Regions from separate parts of the Mus musculus genome. Here region 2 is linked to region 1. Evidence: chromatin contacts called from public Hi-C data. All regions are on one chromosome and are shown on one strand. Each heading gives the region's core, a stretch centred on a gene start, on an enhancer-like site or on the middle of the called end of the contact. The rest is flanking DNA. Distances are from core to core; before and after follow the strand shown.

Region 1 (3,292 bases), core at 700-3,199:
TTCCCTGATTCTCCTCTCCTCCCCTCCCCTCCCCTCTCCTCTTCTCTCCTCTCCTCTCCCCTCCCCTCCCCTCCCCCCTCCTCTCCTCTCCTCTCCCCTCCCTTCCCTTCCCTTTGCCTCTCCTCACCTCACCTCCCCTCCCCTTTCCTCCTCTCCTCCCCTCCCCTCTTCTCTCCTCTCCTCCCTTCCCCCTCTTCTCTCCTCTCCCCTCCCCTCCCCTCCTCTCCTCTCCCCTCCCCTCCCCTCTCCTCCCCTCCCCTCCCCTCCCCTCTCCTCTCCTCTCCTCTCCCCTTCCCTTTGCCTCTCCTTCCCTTTGCCTCTCCTCCCCTCCCCTCCCCTCTCCTCTCCTCTCTCTCTTCTATTTTTGAGAATAGTCTCATGTGTTTCAGGCTGGTCTGTAACTCACGATGCAGCTAAAGATGGCCTTGACTTTGGATCCTTCCACTTCCACCTTCTGAGTACTGAGGTTACAGGTGTGTACCAGTATACCCAGTTCATTTAAGCCCTCCCTTCAGGTCCGTTTGCTGGGACTCCCATCTGCCTTAGATCCCAGACTGGGTAATACCTGAGTTCCTGTGCTCCCAGCCCTGAGCTCTTTTTAGACCCTAACTGGGCAGCAAAGCCAGTGATCTTGGAGGAAAGTAGGTAGAAGAGAGGGCCTCAGAAAAAAGTGCAGAACTTACTGCAGCAAGTAAGTTCTCCGCCTTCATTTAGAGAAATGAGCTCACAGTGGATGCTGCATCCTGACTCTCATAGCTTTCCACTGGCTCCCTCAGCAGCATCTGTCCTCTGTAGGTCAAGAGGGAGGATCAAGGTCTAGACCCCAACCTGGCCCACAGGTTCTACTGCAGAAGCCCCCACCAGCTGGCCTTTGGTGCCATCTTGTGGTCCTAGTGGTCAATGCATGCAGCTGTATTCAGGACAGTTCAGGGCCAGTCTGGTAAAAGACTCAGTCTGCACGGGTGAGCCAGATCACTTCCCTTCCGGGTCCTTCCTGAACCAGTTGAAGGGCACCAGCTTCCAGGCCGTAGGCTGGGGAGTGGTTTCTGGTCACTCAGCACCCCCACAACCCTCTCATGTGCCCTGAGCCTTGATGCCCTCAATAACATGTAACTCTTTCAGAAGGTCCCCGGGGCAATTGCCACAGGGCCGCATAAGACCTCCTCAGTCCTTTGGTGTGCCTTGAGAAGCCCCGTGGCTCTCCCAGGCAGGCCTGCACCTGAGATTCAGCCTTGGTTTCTCTGTGCTCATGGCAGGAGGGATAAGGGCTCCTCTGCACTCTCCTTGAGAATCCACCCCAGAGGTACTTCCTCGGGTTGGCTTTGGGGAAAGGCTAGCCTTGTACCTGTCTGAGCTTAGCTTCAAGGGCAGCCTGGTTCCTGAGCTGCCTGCCTGAGGGGTTACTAATACTTCTTTACTATTAGCCTCTCCCAGCAGCCTCCTTCCTCGATTTCCCTTTACTCTGCCATCACCTTGCAAGACCATGGCCCCACCTCAGGCCTTGATCTCATTGCCTTTGCTGTTTCTACCATGGTAGGGCAAACTGGAGCCATGAGAGGGGCCTGTCTGACTCAGGGTGTATTGGTCAGCCCCCAGGGCAAAGCCTGTCCTAAGCCCAGAAGTGTGACGCCACACACTTTGTCCCTGTGAGGACATTCTTGGGATGCTCTGCTTGCTCTCTAGAGTTGAGCATGGTGTTCCAGACCTTCTTAGCATGTATGCCTGTCTAGGTTCCCTCAGTGGGCTTTACAGACTTCTCAGACCTACTTCTGGGGACCCTACTCCAACCAGCCTTTTCTCTGCCCCTGTACCACCTAAGCACCCCTAAGCCTCCTCCCCAGTGAAGGCATGTTCAGAGTTACCTCTAACACTCCTGTGTGCTGTCTCCCCCAGGCTGACATCTAGGGTTCATTTGCTCATTGAGAACAGACCAACATTGGCCAGTGGGGGGCGCTCACACAGTTCATAAAAGCACATTGTACAGCAGCATGCAATGATCTTATCAGTCCCCAAGATGAGGGGTGGGATCCTCAACATGACGCCTACTGCCTTATAGGTAGGGTTTCCCATGTTGTGCATGAAATCCCCACCTCAGGCCTAGTCCCAGATCCTTAAGGAGACCTTGGCCTTGTTGACAAGCTGCCCACGGTGCCCGTTTGGGAATCTGAACCATGCCAGGCAGGGGACAGAGATCTTCTGCCTCTCTGTGTTCCATCCCTCTCTCTCCTGGCTCTGCTGCCCAAGGCAAGTAGCCAGACCAGCAAACCCAGCCCCCCAGCAGCTGGCTGGCCACCCTCCAGGCAGCCCATGGACTCTGCTAGTCAGACTGACCACACCTGCCACAGCAGATGGCTCAAAATCCCCAAATCCCGGCAAACTAGCACTTGGTCCTTCAGTAGCCAGGGCAATATGTCCTTGGCTCAAGAGTTGGGCCTGTCCCTCGATGAAACGGCTGTCAGGGACAATGGCCAGGTGGGCAAGCAGATAGCATCCAGGATCCTGGGATGCTAGGGATGCCTGCTCCAGCCCCTTGTGGGGCTTTAGACAGGGTCTGTTGAGAGGGAGGAGACTTTGCAATATCAAGTAACATCTGGAAAGACCTGGGTCATCTCCTCTTAGCTTGTCCATTCCAGGACCTTGGGGCCCTATGTGACATGTGACTTGGGGCATGCTTTCAGTGGCCGGAAAGGTGAGGCTATATTTTAGTGGGAGCCACTTGACCAGATCCCAGCACCTGAACTACTGAATTTGCTATTTTATGTCTCTGCTGCTGCTGGCCTGGGTCTGGCCCTGCTTCTTGCTTTGCTAGATGCCAGGTAGTCAGAGCCAGAGAGGACAAGGAGGTGATGCCCACTACTATCCTCCCAGCACCCAGTGATACCCACTACCCTTCCAGGGCCCCAGCAGAGTGAGACTCCAGCTTCTTTCCATGCCTCACAGTGCAGAAGATAATACTGCATGGTGATCCATTACCAGGTTGGTATTCCTTCATTCCGAAAGCGTTTCCTGGGTGCCTACCGTGTGCTAGTGTATCTTTGTCTCTGGGGTGAACCCACCAAGGGGGGTCCACAAATAACAGCATGGTGCACACTAAGATATCCCTGAATGTTCACCCACCATGAAGTCTCTTCCAGCTCAGTCCTGCACACACCTGCTGGGCAATAGGCATCGCTCAATTGGGAAAACAGCAGCTGCCGTTGCCCATTGCCCAGAGGCTAGAGGAGGGATTTCCTAAGCAGACCAGCATGCCATGGCTTTGGTGTTGTCTTATAGAAGGCAGCCCCAAATGGGC
Region 2 (3,224 bases), core at 632-3,131, 120 kb after region 1:
TGTGTCAGTCATTTAGGAACCAATGGCCACATTATTACAGAGCAAAGTAACACACAAGGAAAGGTAGCTGTGTGGTTACCACCCAAATCTATAGTCACAGACAGGGAGCTCCTGGGGCACATGTCCCTTCAAGGGACTTCCCTGGTCAGGCGGGATCATTGAGCTGAACTGTGATGGACTTGTCATTGGTAGGACATAGAACTAACCAGAAAGGAAGCAGAGAAATTGTTGTGGGGATGGAAATGCCCAGTCAGACTTCCAAATTCCTGGCAGCAACCTGTGTCAGAAGTCAGACACATATAGTGTGCACATCTGTTCCATGTAAAACCATAGTAAGCCTTCTGTCAGAGCAGGTAACAAGCCTGCTCGTTGTACACAGGATGCTTCAAGATGGGCCACAGCAACTACATGCCTTGCATGGTGAGTGAGTCTATAACCCTGTGTGTCCAGAGAGCAGGAAAAGGACTTGTGGTGGCCACTGGGGAGAGGACTTGGGCAGGACTCAAGATCAGCTGTGTCTGAATGAAGTAGCCAGGCAGGTGTTGCCTTGAGAGTTGTCATGGCTCTTGCCCTCTAGCAGCATCTAAAGAAGTCTCATGCCACTTAGGACTTGGGGCCATAGAGGACCTCTCAGAGCCAAGACAACTCAGCAAAGAGCAGAGGTGACCAGAGAAGACCTGCGCAGTGAGTGGGAGAGGAAGCAATCAAGTGACTCCGAGAACTGAGTGGGAGATACACTCTGGGAGGAAAGAGCCGGCTGATAAGTTTGGCCATAGAGCAGCTCCTGCTGGAGAAACAAGAGATGGCCCCAGGGCTGCCTGCAATGTGTCCAGAATGTTCTAAACCTCGCCCAGCCTGACTCAAGAGCTTACTCAGCAGCTGCCACAAAAAGCCAGCAGGTCCCAGGAGTGGACAGCAGTCATGGAGACACCCAAAAGCACCCAGTCAGCTCTGGGTGATGCCTGTCCCTTCCTAGACAGAGTATAGCCTGGGCTAAGTGGTATGCCTGCAGATGATGTTCATGGGCTGAGGTGAGGCCAGATGTGCAGCACACAGAGAACCCCTGAGATGTTTCCTCGTGGGACATTTTTCACGTGGAAGGAAATCTGTTTCTGCTCGTGCCCCATTCTGAGCAGGGCCACTCAGTCAGCCCGCAGCTCCAGGTTGTTAGGAGGTGGGGTCCCCAGGACAGCTGCAAAGCCAAGTCTCTGTTAGCTGGGAGGCTGGCTGTGCTTACGTCACAGCCCAGGGACTGTTCTGAACGGGATGAACCAGGATAATTTTAAAAGCAGTTTCCATGTTAGCATGCACCGCCCCCCAGGATGCTTCAGGAGATGATGCTCAGGCCACGGAAGTGTGGGCTCGTGGGCGGCTCTCAACAGTTAGCAAGCAGGGTGGAGACATTGGTAGCAGGGAAGGGCGGCTGCTGAGGAACCAAGACAAAAACAGGCTTTGAAGTTGCCGGACCCTTTTCTCGGAGTTGGAGTGCCACTGGTAAAATCGTATTAAATATAATGAAATAAATGCTGGAATGCAGAGTGCCTGTGAAGACAGAACGGAACGGATGTCCCTACCATTTCCCTCGTCCTGGGCATCCTAACTCAGAAATGAGAGCAATCATTCTAATTGGCTTTATTGCATTAGCGTGGGCAGAGCTAGAGAAAGGGGGCTTTCTTCCTGCCTGCCCATCAGCCCCCAGGACACTCAGAAGGGCTGACCTCTGACTCTGCTCAGAGACATCACGGGAATCTTTGGACCTCATGCCTGCTGTGTCATGACCTTTGATCCCCAATTGCAGACCTCTCGTATAGCTGTCCCAGACTGGGCCCTGGCAGCCTCTTTGGATCCCCATTCAACAGCTGTTTGTCTCACACAGCCCATGACCCTCAGAGGCTTAAAGAAAGCATCACAGCCCAGCACAGCTGAGGGCTTTTCAGAACCCTCTCATCCGTTCTTGGTAGCCCATCAAAAGTTATTATGCATAGGTGCTGAGGTCCTTTTCAAGGGACGTAGCGCAAAAGCCTTACAGCTCTGCTTATCTCTCTTCTCAAGTGCCTTTGTTGCATCCGGCTGTGTCCTCCATGTGCACGTGTACAGACTGTGTGGATGCAGGCAGCAGGACACCACCGCATCACGTTGCTTGACAACAAGGAGACAGTGCATCAGACCTGTCCAGAGCCATCGGGAAGACTAGTGAATCTGCAGGGATTAGCAGCTAAAAGAGGCCCGGAGCTTCTAGAAGGAAAACCGATGCTTTTACAAAGAGGCAGATTGTTCTAAGTATTTATGCAGCATACGCTGTAGTAGAAATTGCTGCTGCTTTCACACACATCTCCCAGTTAACCTCTTAGACCAGGAGTCAGTTTGAGGCATGTAGTGGTGGTGTTTTGGTGAAACCATACTGTAAGACCTTGGGTGTCCAGGGCTCGGTGGACTCTGGCTCCAGCCTGAGCTAGCCATGTCAGGGTAGCTCTAGTCCTGTGGACAGGAGGTGCTTCTGTCGTTTTGAACCAGATCTTAGCTGAAGGTTCTCAAAATGTAAAACCCCAGATTCTGCCTAGCTCTGTGCTACCCTGAGCTTTGCTAAACCAAGGCTTTTTAACACACCTGTCTCCACCATCTAGGGACTATGCTGGGCCCATCTGCCATACCCATTCCCACACACATATGCACGAGCAACCTGTTAGCACGTGGCTGTTTGCTTGGAGGCTGCATTTTCTCGGTTCTTGGGCGAACAGATGGACCTTCCCTAACGCTTGTGGGAGTTCCTTTCCAGCCTGGAAGTGCTGGGTGGTCATCATGCCCCAGGTCCCGCTGACTCCAGATCATCTCAGGGCACACTGAGCAGTGCTTGCAAGTGAAAAGCTCTGTCCTGGAAGTGCAGAGCCAGGGCATCTTCATTAGAGGTCCCCACACCATCCGCACTCTCAGTGTCACAGAGGGCTTCCCACAACTGAGCCGGTCTTTCAGAGCAGTGCCATCTCTTCGTAGCAGCATTTCATGTGTTGGTAGAGCTGAGCCAGGAGAGGGCTGTAGCCTGGAGTTCAGTCAATAACACGCTGTGTTCGCGAGTGCCACTGGTCCACTCCACAAGGATGGGGGACCATGGGCTGTGCCCTCTGCTTGGAAACAAGTGGGCCTTAGGAAGCTGTAGAGCCTTACTTACATCACATAAGACAGGGGTTACAATTGGATAGGCAGCAGTCGCTCCAACACTAACGTGT

What was found. A called contact is a pair of places that touch in the nucleus more often than the background predicts.
Region 2: a Hi-C map of cortical neurons shows a contact between it and region 1, with 1.8 times the contacts expected there. The contact joins two enhancer-like sites. A contact is called at or near these places in 3 of 39 promoter capture datasets (the 3T3-L1 cell line, embryonic stem cells and maxillary cranial neural crest), 1 of 15 datasets of contacts at CTCF or cohesin (pro-B cells), 4 of 484 Hi-C or Micro-C datasets (the N1E-115 cell line, cortical neurons, nephron progenitors and 1 more), 1 of 115 datasets of contacts at active chromatin or transcription factors (embryonic stem cells) and 2 of 9 other capture datasets (adipose tissue and embryonic stem cells).

The regions. Positions count from the first base shown.
Region 1 is chr17:25,507,097-25,510,388 of GRCm38.p6, forward strand. No RefSeq gene overlaps it. Among named protein-coding and RNA genes, the nearest start is that of Gm33727, 9.8 kb to the right of the region's middle. Within about 2 kb of position 1,950, at least 25 of the 459 cell types and tissues checked have an H3K27ac peak or open chromatin away from gene starts, as enhancers often do. A contact at or near this core is called in cortical neurons, where this site is marked.
Region 2 is chr17:25,622,795-25,626,018 of GRCm38.p6, forward strand. The region is part of intron 4 of Lmf1 (lipase maturation factor 1); the gene reads left to right. Among named protein-coding and RNA genes, the nearest start is that of Lmf1, 45 kb to the left of the region's middle. Within about 2 kb of position 1,882, at least 28 of the 459 cell types and tissues checked have an H3K27ac peak or open chromatin away from gene starts, as enhancers often do. A contact at or near this core is called in cortical neurons, where this site is marked.